Regions from separate parts of the Rattus norvegicus genome. Here region 2 is linked to region 1. The links are chromatin contacts, called in public Hi-C maps. All regions are on one chromosome and are shown on one strand. The core of a region is the stretch at or near the end of the contact, and the rest is flanking DNA. Distances in the headings are between cores, read along the strand shown. Region 1 holds the start of Kctd1 (potassium channel tetramerization domain containing 1). Region 2 has its middle 87 kb from the start of Kctd1.

Evidence for each region. Hi-C and Micro-C count contacts between places; a contact is called where the count stands out from the background.
Region 2: a contact with region 1 is called in a Hi-C map of frontal cortex, with 2.9 times the contacts expected there. The contact joins the enhancer-like site here to the promoter of Kctd1 in region 1. A contact is called at or near these places in 4 of 12 Hi-C or Micro-C datasets (frontal cortex, kidney, mammary epithelial cells and 1 more) and 1 of 1 datasets of contacts at active chromatin or transcription factors (oligodendrocytes).

Annotation. Positions count from the first base shown.
Region 1 is chr18:6,488,467-6,494,836 of GRCr8, forward strand. Kctd1 (potassium channel tetramerization domain containing 1) reads right to left here and starts at 3,637. Exons shown (of 5, transcript NM_001100516.1): 1 at 1,841-3,637. The coding sequence starts at 3,637.
Region 2 is chr18:6,575,501-6,581,870 of GRCr8, forward strand. It overlaps a transcript of Kctd1 not described here. Among named protein-coding and RNA genes, the nearest start is that of Kctd1, 87 kb to the left of the region's middle. Within about 2 kb of position 3,036, at least 4 of the 93 cell types and tissues checked have an H3K27ac peak or open chromatin away from gene starts, as enhancers often do.

The DNA of each region.
Region 1 (6,370 bases), core at 2,387-4,886:
GTGCAAACAGAACCCCTGTTCTTCGGAGTTTTTTTTTTTTTTTTTTGGAGCTGGGGACCGAACCCAGGGCCTTGCGCTTCCTAGGTAAGCGCTCTACCACTGAGCTAAATCCCCAGCCCCCCGGAGTTTTAACTAAAAGAGCTTTACAGCTAAAACCTTGTTGGACAACCACAGTTAATAATCATTTATGCAAAATACACTTAGGTCTACATTTAACTTGGGAGTTGCCTGACAAGGACTTGAGAATAATAAGTGTCAGCATGAAGTTGTATAGCCTGATTTAGCCCACAAGAATAAGTGAAACCCAGGGAAGGAGGGCACTCTTGGAAAACAAAAGCCAGAAGAGGAGGAGGAGGAGGAAGAGGAGGAGGAGGGAGAGGAGGAGGAGGAGGAGGAAGAGATGGAGGAGGAGGAGGAGGAGGGAGGAGAAATTATATATTCCTCCTCCGGCTTTATAATCAGGTCCCACTCTAACTCAGGGCACTTTGAGGGTATTTATTAGAAGAATGTGAACATTTCTGTTTTGCTTTCCAAAAAAAAGCAAACCCCCAACTTGCTTCTCTACCCTTAAAACACTTTTAAACTACCCCTGATAGAATGAACCACACAGAGGGCAGCACAGGACACAGGGACACAGCCCACAGGCCGTGGCTTAGAGGCCAGTGCTGCTTAGACTGTCATTTCCAGCCTTCCTGGCAGCCTTGAGGCATGCCCATTAGCTGGTAAGCGGTCAGAACTGGAATTTCCACTTTGGAGAAAAAGCACAGAGGTAGTGATGAGTTCCAGACTTGGGACAGAACTTCTATTTCTACTGATAGTAGGGGAGGTCAAGGTAGTAATACACTCCCCGAGGCGCCTGCCACCAGAATGGGGGCACAAGAGACCTCCTCTGGCTCCCTCTGGAGAAGCATCCAGGACAGCAGGATAACCTTGACAGTGCTGATGAACAGGTTCCTTGGGGACAGGAACAAGGGAAAGTTTCTAACACTCAGGCCCAGTCTCTGTGTAGTCAGTACTGTCACCGATTGAGTGACAATATCTAAGCCAGGACCGGTGAGCTGACTGCCCACATTTTACTCGTCTGGCTCTAGACCTACTTTGGGGGTAATGCCTCCCTCCTCTTCCTTGTTTGGGCCCAAGATAGCAAGTTTCAACCGGACTAGAGCCCAGGGACACTCCTGTGTATCCTGTCCCTAGCTCAGACATCACTTTCCAATCTGAATAATGTTAACACTAATAGGAATGATACCCCAAAGGTCGAATTACGACGGGGCTGCATGTTAGAATAAATTGGTACTCTACAGCAGGCCGCTGCAGTCTCCGCCCCTTTTCTTAAAAAAAAAAAAAAAGAAGCAATCTACAGGAAGTGGCACTGGCATGTTTTCTTTTTTTAATAATTCAGAAGCGTTTTTCGTATCTTCAGAAGTTATGGCGAGTATGTAATGGAGCATTTGAAAAGTAACTTCATTCTAGTGTTTTAGGTAACTACCTCTATTCAGCGCCCTGGCAGTCCTTGCCTTATAAAACTCAGGCATCCAGGGAGACATTCCAAGAGCGAGCTTAAACCTTTTGTTCTGAGAACTTCGAGGTTTCTAGCTTTACTTGGCTGCAGCGACTTGGAAGCTAGGGATCCTTGGCATCTTTTAAAGGTTAGGTGTAAAGTCCCTGTCCCCCAAAGCATGAAGAGGAAACGTATTTCTAGGGACAGTATCAAATCACCGTGCAGTGTAACAACTACTTTTAAAAAATCCTACCCCCAATCCTGATCTACAGGAGCGCAAAAGTTAGTCTCGAACTGGTACCAGACAAATATTTCATGCATAGACGTCGTTTTGGTTACCTGGGTGGGGGAAACAATAGCAGGTGAAACTATGGTGGGAGAATTGGTGCTTCGGTGCCCATTGACTTCTGGAAGAAGAGGCAGGGGGTCGTGTTTCACGGAAACCACTACCACCGCATCCACAGGTTCCGAGGAGGGACGGATACAAAGTCTTTTGGGGGAAGAAGGGCCGCAGATTTCCCCGGACCCGAACACTGACTCGTACAGCGCGCGCTTGGGCGCAGCCTCGGACTTCACGTCGGGCCCGACCTGGCTGTCTTTGGGGAGGATATAAGTGCTACCCAGCGAGGACGGCTGGGGGCGGTGGTGGTGGGAAGGATGGGTGGGGGCATGGTGGGAGTGGTGACGAGCTGACCCGTTCAGAGAGTCGGTGTAGCAGCCCTGCGGGGCTGGGGAGCCTAGCTTGGTCCCGATGCCCGCGATGCTGTTGAGCGTGGCGATGGACACCGCGCCGATGCAGTGGTTAGTGTAGGTCTTGGACAGCTTGGCTGCCTTGGAGAGCATCTGCATCCTGGTGCCCAGCAAGTTCTTGCCTATGGCTTTGTTCTCGTACCATGTCACATCGCCCTCGCTGCAGTGGTCCCGGGGCCGCTGGAAGAACGCCTTACAGAGGGGATTGCGCTTAGACAGGTACTTGACAAAGCTGGCGTAGGGACAGAACTCAGTGCCTGTCTCGTACATGCGAGGCAAGTTCTCTTCGTCGCTGCTCTCCGCTCGCTTCTTACTCCAGGACGAGGAACGCGACTTGTGGTAAGGCCCGAGCGACTTGAAGTAGACGAACTTGCGACCGTCCTCGTCCATGGCCAGCCCGAAGGAGTCCTCCTCCAGCTCGCGCTGGTTCTCGCGGCCTCGCGTGCAAAAGTACATGCACGTCTCGAACCAGACCTTGTTGAGCAGTCCAAAGGGCGTGTTGGTGCTGAAGACGCTGGAGGTGTAGAGCTTGCGCAGGTCGGCGCGCGTGATGGCTTGCTTCTGCACCACGGGCCCCGCGCCCTGCTCCTCGAGCTTGCGGATGACTGCGGCCAGCGTCAGGTTGGCGCTGCGCAGCTCGGGGTCCTTGGTGAGGTCGAGCGTGCGACAGTAAGGGGGCTCGTTGAGGTAGCGGTTGAGGGAGCTGCGGATGCTGATGAGCGAGGACTTGCTGTAGAGCTGGCCGCTCTTAGAACGGGCCTCGGCATAGAAGGAGCGCAGCACGCGGCACAGCGCCCCCTTGTCCATGGTCTCGAAGTCTGGGCTCTGAGCCTTTTCGCTCAGGTACTCCCGGAAGATGCGCACGGCGTAGCGGGTGGCCAGCCGGGTGTTCTCGCTCAGCCGGGCCCGCTCGGGGCGCTGCAGCACGTCGGGGTCCAGCTCCGCGCTGTCCCCGGGCGGCCCCGCGCGGGCCCGGGGCGCCAGCAGTCGTGGCGGCGCCTCGGGCTCCAGCGCGGCGCTCTGGTCCATATGGATCATATGGACCGGCTCGGGCTCCAGCTCCTCCCCGGCCGAGTCCTCTGGCTCCAGGGGCTCTTCCCAGTCCATCCCCATCTCCTCCTCTTCCTCCTCCTCCTCGTCCTCCTCCAGCCCCCCACCTCCGTCCTCCTCCTCGTCCCCCGTTATCTGCACCTCCTGGATCTCGTCCTCCTCCTCCTCTTCCTCCTCCTCCTCGCCCGCGCTGCAGTAATGCGGGCGGCCGTAGCGGCGACCGCGGCCCCCGGCCCCGCGCTCGCCCTCGCCCCGCTCCCCATTGTTCTCGGCCCCAGCGGCGGCGCTGCCGCCCGCGCTGGTGTTACAGTCCCCGCTGCCAGGCATTCTCGCCATATTGCCGTCTCCCTGCCAGTCCTCGGGCAGGGCGCATGCGCTATATTGGACCGCAGCGCTGAGAGCTTTTGTGTTTAATGACCTTCAGCTACCGGGAGGCAAAGCCGGGCTCTTAAAGGAGCCGCGCTCCAATTGTCATTCCGGAGCGCCTCACGGGAGGGGCGAGGGGATGCCAGGGAGGGGAAGCGGGGGATAATTGTGGCCAGGAGCCGGTAAAAGAGGGAGGCCAGCCGGACCTTCTTCCTTCTTTAGCCCGATCCCCACTTCTAGGAAAACTTTGGGGAAAAAGTAGGGAGGGGAGGGAGAGCTGTCGGTGGGGGGCGAAACACTCCCAACTTACCCTCTGGCGGAGCGGGCCCGCGGGCCCGGGCGGGCGCGAGGGAGGGTCGGCGGGAGGGCGGGGCGGTGTCGCTTCACTAGGTAATGCCGGAGGAGCAGTGCCCCTTCCACCGCCCCCTCATTGCCCCCCGAAGCCGGGGGATCCGGGAGGCTGCTGCAGTGAGCCAGCCGCGGGTGCTGCTGCGAGGAGCCGGTGTCCGGGACCGCCCGGAGCAGGCAGGTTAATGAGCTGGGTGGAGGAGGCTCGGGGAGGCCCTGCACCCTCTGTGCGCCCGCGGCCAGGGCGCAGCGGGCGAGGCTTGGGAGCGGGATGGGGCTGGCGGCAGCAGCGGCTCCCCCACCTACTTGCTGGCGGCGAGGAGCGGGGGCCTGGGGCCAGCAGCGCGGCTCTCAGCTCCCATCCCGACTCTTGCTAAGGAGCAAAACACGCCCCACGTCAGCCTCATCTGTTTAGACTTTTCCAACTGCCACTTTTAAGCTGTCATTAAAGACCTGGGGCGCTCCCCAAAGGTCTGGGGCAAGCCCGCGCCGGTCTAGCCAGCCCCGCGAAAGTGCAAGAAAGAAAGACTGGGAGGGGTTGGTGGGAGGGGAGATGTGGGAAGAGCAGTTTTCCGGGACCCCAGGGACCCACTTGCCACCCACTTGGACCGCTCCTCCCTGCCCTAGAGCAAAATAACACAACACTCCGGGGCGAGGAGTGTCCAGGTTGGCGCTAAAGCAGTGCGGATCCCTAAAGGATAAGCGAGAGCGGGCGGGTGGAAAAAGTGAACTTGGGTTTGGGTCGCCCCCGCTCTCGCCACAATTCTAGCAATTAGGATCTCTAGCGCGCTCTCGTTTTGCCAACTGCTTTGCTTTCGCCCTCCGGGCTGTGCTGCCTCCGGCGCGTGGGGGCGAGCACCTCGGAAACTGGAAAGACTGCCAGAGAGCTCGCCGGGTCCCGCTTTCCCATAGGAGGTACTGTCCCACTTCCAGCCAACTTCCGCCCCTGGCGCGCCCAGGCTCTGGGCACGTCCTCGCGTCATCACCAGCCCCACTCCCGGCCCTGGGGGTAGCGCCCTAGCGCGACACCAAGACCTTTACTATTCTATTTGTTGGTGGCAGTAACCGGGGCGGTCATCCTAACTTTCTCCAGCGAGTGTCCACTGGCTTGCCAGCCAGGCCTGAGACCCAAGGCCATTAAGAACCGATGAAGCCAGATCGCAGCAGTGCGTCCAAGTGCCGGGCCATGCCTCCCGGGAGGCAACCTCGCTAGGTCCCCGCGTGCGTCATTGGAATTTGCCTCTATGTCTCAATTCAGCTGTGGGGAGTCCTGCCTCAACTATTTGTTCCCTCCTTCCCTGTCGCCTGTCCTTCTCCCCGTCCCCTCCCAGGGCGTTTATCATTTTGTGCCACAATAGAAACCATCCATCAAATTGTAATTTACAAGGAATGTTAAATAAGAAAAAAGAAAGGCTAAGTCTGGGCCAAGTGGCCGGCTAAGTGGCTTTTCTGTGGCCATCTTTCGTCGCTCTCCAAGAGCTTCCTCAGCCCTGGACACCACAGCGTCAGGAAGACATGCCAGGTGTAAAACAAGTTGTAACAAGTCCCAGTCTCACAGGTTCCCTCCAGCTCCTTTGGGAAACTACACACACACACACACACACACACACACACACACACACACACACACGCCCACATGCGCCCTCTTATTACAACTGTCCGAGCAGACGAGGATCTTGGAGGTTTATACTTCTGGAGAATTCTTCCCTAGGTGCTACTAGGGAGACTGTCAGATTTGTCAAAGCATTTTGTTCTCCGTCTCAGCCCTGGATATATGTAAAGAAATATTCTAGATTCTCGGAGCTTGGAGCAGTGGGCAGCTAAGTGGACACACATGGCTCAAAGCTCAGCCCACAGTGCCACTTCCGGAGTGCCTGAATTTCGTCCCGTGATGGTGCCAGATTTTGGAGAATCGCTGCAGTGCTGAGAACTCTGTTGGGCTCTGGCAAGTCACTTAACTACCAGTAACCTTGACTTCTAGAAGCGCTATGAACCCGGGGTGTGCCCTGGCTCCAAGCTGTGTCCCGGACTTCGACTAGAGGGTCAAGTTCCACGCTTGGGTCCAGGAGAGAGTCGCTCTCCAGTTCTCCCCACTTTTGCAGCATAGCGAGTACAACACTCCCCCAACTCGCTCCCACGCAGACACCGGCTCCCCTCCCCTCTAGGGGAGCTGCTTCCAATTGCTTGCAGTTTGCCGGAGGCAGTGTGCTGGGTTGGACGCTCCGGGAAACAAAGCAACCAAAAACAGCTTCCAGTTGACGTCAACGTATTTCCAGAAAAGAAAATAGTTTTGTGTTCCCAGGACAAAATACCCCCCAGGGCAAGTCCCTACTGGCAAAAGCCAGGCGATTGGGG
Region 2 (6,370 bases), core at 1,786-4,285, 86 kb after region 1:
CTTCTATCATCTATCTATTATCTATCTATCTACTATCATCTAGCTGTCTATCTATCTATCATCTATCTATCTATTTATCTATCTACTATCATCTATCTGTCTGTCTATCATCTATCTATCGTCTATCTCTCTATCTGTCTGTCTATCTACCACCTATCTATTATCTACCATCTAGCTACCTATCATTATTTATTCACTCACTTATTGTGAGGGGTGAGGTGCACGTGCCACAGCACACCCGTACGTGTCCGAGGACAACCTGTGGAGTTGATCCCTTCCTTTTACCAGCAGGTCCCCAGGACTGAACTCAGGCTCTTAGGCGAGGTGGTAAGTTCCTTTACTCACAGACCCATTTTGTCAGCCAGGATCAGGTGATTTTTTTTTAATGGCACCAATTAGAAGAATTATGTGACAAGCTACAGTCACCATTCTTGCCCCCTGGGATGAAAAGTGAGCCTTGGAAAGCCAAGAAGGACACAGAGGTCCAGGAAGTGGAGGAATGAGAGGAGCTGCTGAAGACCTGACTGAGTGAGCGGGGAGCAGCAGAAAGGAACGGGAACAAAAGCAGGGGAGGGACAAGAGGGACTGGAGAAGGGATTACAGGTAGCCCTGAGGTAAAAAAGTCGCTTGGTGGGAACACGTGAGCAAACCGTATACTCTGGTCTAAAGATGAGTGCTGGAGTGGCAGACAGCTGATGGACAGCAGTGACAAGGTGACAGACATACCCCACTGGCTTCACTGGCTGTGGGGGGCCACCTGAAGCGGAAGTCAGAGAGACTAGTTCTCAGGGGCATTGTGACCTGAGTCAGCCTTAACTGGTGTGTTCCAGAAATAATGATTCTGAGTTAATGGGTAGCAAGACAATAAAGAACTCTACAGTCCAATGCGTTTGAAAAACACCAAGTTAGAACATTGCTTCGGCGTATTACACACCTTCCCGAAACTTTAAAACGCATTAAAAATACTTCAAAGGAGACAATGTATGGTGTGTTTCCCAAAAGTGTCTGGCTGGCAGATCCTGTCTTATTTCCTTCCTGGAACATCTCTAGGGTTTACTGTCCCTGAGGATAGATGCTCTCTTTTAAAATTCATTTTATGTGTATGCCTATTGTGCCTGAGTGTGTGTATGCCCCATAAAGATGATATGCTGTAGAGGTCAGAAAAAGGTGTCGGCACCCTGGGACTGGAATTACACATGGCTGTAAGCCTACATGCAGGTCTGAGAATCTTACCCACCCTCTGCAAGAACAGCCAGGACTCTTCACCACTGAGCCATTTCCTCAGCCCTAGAGGTCAGGGCTCACCAGAGCCTGTTTGAAATGTAGGTCCTCAGTCCTCCCTCTTACCTACTCAGAAACTGGGAGTGGAGCCAGGACCCAGCTTTTAAGGGGCTCCTTAGGCTACCCTGGTGCATACTGGGGTCTGAGAGCCACCCAGTTACAGGGTGAGGATTCACACTCACACAGCAAAGACTTTGCTAAGGGGTTGGCTAAATCGAGCTGACTCTGAGGTCCGGTTTTATAATTGCTGAGGTGAAACAAGGAAATCGTGAGTCTGTGGCAAATTCCTGGCTTGCTATCTCATGCTAACTAATCTTGAGCTCACATGTAGCCAAGGATGACCCTGAAACCCTGTTTCGAGCACCAAAGCACTGGGGTCAAAAGGGCATCTACTGCAGGGTCCCAGTTTATGACTTTTTAGAGCTGGGACCCAGGGCTTCCCGCATAGTAGGCTAGGACTCTGGCAACTGAGCTACACCCCTGTCCTGGGAGACAGGATATTCGTAAACTCCATTATCTGCTCTGGAACAACCACACACAAATCCCATTTGTGGCTGTACAAACTCATAATCTGAGGTTAAAAACAATTACATACGAAGAGCTTTATCCATCAACTAGCTTAGAAGTATTGTGCCCATCTCCATAAGGAGAGTGAGGCAACACGGAGACTTAGCAGAAGAAATCTTTTTTCTTTTTTCACATGTTAAAAAACAAAATTACTCCGTAGTGGGGTAATTTAGAAATGTTCTTCCCCAGCATCTGTAGTTTGCAGAAGAGCTGTCAAAAATAACTGAAGTACATGAATATTGCAATTGTACAAAGAAAGTAAAGAAGAAAAAAAGAACGTAGGAGCACATTTTCAAAGCGAAAATCTGAATCTGTGTCTGAAGTCTGAAGTGCGTTGAAATTGTATTACATTTGATTTACTTATGTACTTAAGGTGTGCGTGTGGGCGAGTGAGAGTGTGTGCAGTATCCGAAGGTCAGAGGGCAACTTTGATTGCTCTCTCTATCTGCCAAGTGGGTCCTGGGAATTGAACTCAGGTTGTGAGCCTTGCTGATGGGTACCTTTACTGAGTGAACTGACTTCAGAGATATAGTTTGGCTTACACTTTTTTTTTAAGTAGAAGGAATGACCACGGAAGGCTCTTGGATAATTACGCAGGATGAATTGGTTGAGGTTGGTGTGTGCTCTATGCTTCAGGATCCATAGTTTCTGATGCATTTGAGCACGAGGATGCATCAGAAGCAAAAGGACAGCACTGTGAATGATTTTCATAGACACAGAGGTTTAATTGCAAGGGGGAAATGACTGGAAATAGCCCTGATTGCTTAAGGTACGGGTCTGGAGAACTCCCATTCCATCTCACCTTCTCAGCTCTGACTCATCTCCTACCAACAGACACAACTGGCAATGTACCCATGATTCCACTGGTCATGAACTCACGGTTCTTCCTGCTCTGCAGTGATAGGTGAACTGGGTAAAAGTTAGATCAAGATCTGGTTTTCCTTCAGAAAACCACCTGCTTCTTGTATAGCCAGTGTGACTTATGCAACCTCGGGATGATTCATCGTGTCTATTCTTCAGATCTCTGAAATATTTGAGCCACCAAAAAAGGAAGATTCAATCCTGAAACTCTGGCTTTCCTTTAGAGATTGATGTGTGTAGCCACTTTATTTGATGATACCACAGGCCGCAGAGTTCAAACCCATGAAAGTTCAGCCCCCAACACCAGCTTTGCCTCTCAGACTTCAAAGGGCATTTGGTTTGTCAGCCTGTTTATTTTTGAGAGGTACAGGCTGGCCTTGAGCTCAGATCCTCCTGCCTCCAAGTCCCAAGGCCTGTGTCCCTTGTCCCAAGCCCAAACCACGGCTCAAGGAAGGGCTAAGTTAGTGCAAACAGCCATGTGACTTCCATTCACCTTGTGTTGCCTTTGCAAAAACGCTGTTTTACTAGTTGTCCCTCATGAATGCTGGGAAGAAACTTATGCTGGCATGTGCCTGCCGTCCCCAGACTTGGAAGGTGGAGGCAGGAGGATCAGAAGCTCAATCATTTTTGACTACATAGCAAGGAAAGAAAGAAGGATTTAGCAAGTCATCCGGCCATTTCTGCCTCCTTGAGAAATGAATGGCAAGCCTCAGGAGAAGAAAGATCCACTAATGAGAGCAGACCATGTAGAGCCCTTGATAACACTCCATGTTTCTAAAACTGGCTGAAAGGCTGTGAATGTCTAAAGACCCCTGCCCCCATTAAAATGTTATCACACACATCTAGAACATAATCCCCCTACACTGTCAGTGTTGATTCCCCTTGTATCTAAATCAAGGCCCCAGCTATCACGGGACCCACAGCTTAGTGCTTTATGGTTTATTACTCATTGGTTTTCCTGGGTCTGAGAATGAATTACAGCCAATGTGCTTATACTTCTTTTGAAATGTTCTCTCTCCCTTACCCCCCTAGAGTCCCATAGAGTCTCTTGCATCTCAGGCTGGCTTGAACTCCCTATGTACCCAAGGATGGATGACCTCGAAGTTCTAATCCTCCTGCCTCCACTTCCTGAATGCTGTGATTCCAGGGCTGGGCCACCTTTCCTCATTTATGATGATCGAGGGATTGAATTTCTAAGTTCCTGCATGAAAGACAGGCACTCTACCACTGAGCCACAACCCCGCCGCCCTGGGGTACCTTCTTGTGCTTTTCATAGGTCAAAGCATAAAAATCTCACCCATTTTACAGAGTGACTGGGATGAATTAGTATCTTAATTCTGAGGAAGGAATCGATGGAGCTAGATTTACCATCACAGGCTTAACAGAAGACTCGGAGTTCCAAGCAACTAGAGAAGCAAGTTGTCGGTGACTACAAACAGCACCGTAGCACTCTTCCCTGCGTGGCGGCACATGAATACTTCAAACTGAGTGATCACCTTTACTAAATTCCAGATTTCTGATGACTAATTGGCTTCAAGTCCTTTCAACTGAGCATGTGATAATATGGCTGATGTTAGGGAACGAAAGCACTTTTCTTTGTTGGTTTAACTAGGCACTCAAGAACACACACACACACACACACACACACACACACACACACACACCACACACACTTACATAATTCCCTTCTCTGGGAAATCACAATCAGTGGGTGCTAGCAAAGTATAAACTCTCTCCTCCCTGGACCACCGCCTAAGAGAAAATGGGCTCCTTGGAGGTGTTGATGGTTCCAGTTGTCCCTCTGAGCTGCAAGTAGTTTCCAAGAAGGAGCCAAGGCAGGTTTTAAAAGTTGGCTCAACCCAGCTTTCTCTGAAAGTGGGACAATGCCAGAAAGTAAAAGACCAGAGGCTTGCAGAGACCAGGAGTGTGCATCACTGCCATCTGCTGGATGGAATGGGCATCGCACCAGCTCCGGAACTGCTCCGCAGAGTAAGAATCTTCTGATTCCCAGGGTGGGGTCTGAAGAGGGTGTCTTACTTGCCAGTCTTCAAAGACCAGCTCTGTATGTCTGCAGTATTTTGAAACCCTACAACATTTGTACCCAGGAGGAATTTCTTGTGCACAATCAAGAAGTAAATGGGGACGAGGAATGTAGTCTAGCATACGTAAAACCCTGGGTTCAGTCTCCCATCACTGCTAAAACTAGTTGTAGTGGCACACCTGTAATCCCAGCACCCAGGAGGTGAGAGAGGAGGATGAGACAAGTTCAGGGTTATCATTAGCTACATATCAAGCTCCAGACCAGCTACATGAGACCCCATCTTCAAAACAAAACAAAAGGAAAAGTGAAAGAGGACTATCTTAGAAGCAAAGTTCCCAGATCAACAAAGTTTGCTTGTCTCAAATGATTGACCTAATTAGTTAGAAAAAGCCTATAACAATCAGGCCAGGGGGGCTTATGGGAAGGCAAAGTCAGCACCTAGTGTTTTAATCTATGTTCATGTATTCAAAAGTTACTTTTGAACACTAATTCTGTATGCCATAAAGAACTGAGTAGGGCAGGGAGCATCGGTAATCCCAGAACTTGGGAGGCAGAAGCAGAATGATCAGGAGTTTAAGGCCAATGTTGACTAGTAGCAAGTTGGAGGCCAGCCTGGGACTATATGAGACTTTGACTCAAAAAGAAGAGGAAAAACAAAACAAAACAAACAAAAACTCACGGCCTGAAGGGACAGCAAGGCATTTAAGGAGCATTTGCTCTCCTTGCTGAAGATCTGGATTTGGTTCCAGTACCAAAAGGACGGCTTGTAAACCACCTGTGATCTCAGTTCTAGGGGATTTGACAGGGGATTTGACAGGCTCTTTTGGCCTCAGAGCACCGGATACTCACACAGGGCACACACATGCATACAGGCGCTCACACATACACAAAAATATAAATAAAACGCTGAAAGAAAAAACAAAAGACTGGGAAGTTAGGAGCGCTTGCTGCTCTTCCAGAGGACCAGAGCTTGGTTCCCCTCACCCACAGTTAGACAACTTACAACTGCCTGCAACTCTAGCTCCAGGAAGTCTGAAACCTTCTTCTGGCCTCTGTGAGCATGCACACACAATAGTACACATAAATACACAATGAAAATAAATATTTAAGACAAAAGCCAACCTAACTGAAAGAACTAAAGAAGCAAGGAAAATAAACACAGCCTCTACTCTTAATAATACAATATTCTAGCTTCTGAGGGCCAATATGTGCTGGGCATATGCACCCCACTCTCAGAATAATCCTCAAGCTGTTGCTTGTTTAGAATCGTCCCATACTGCTACCTCAGCCACAGGACGGAAAGTTACTGCCACCCCCTTTATAGTTCTGAACACCAAGGTTTAGACAAATGGAGTCCATCAAGGCATTGTAGTAAGAAACTGACAGGAGCAGGTGTGAACATGGCATCTCAGAGAGGGCATGTTTGAGGGAGATGGTCAATATCCTGGGTCAACCTAGTCTTTTATTTCTTTCACACGCCGACTTTTGGACTTGACTTTTGCATACATCTTCTATTCCGTTAGCTACAGATTTTCAGCAAAGTGAATTTACTTCGCCAATATTAAGAACGAATGACAGCAGATGCCTGGGAAGGATTCATGAAGGAAAGGCATCCCTGCC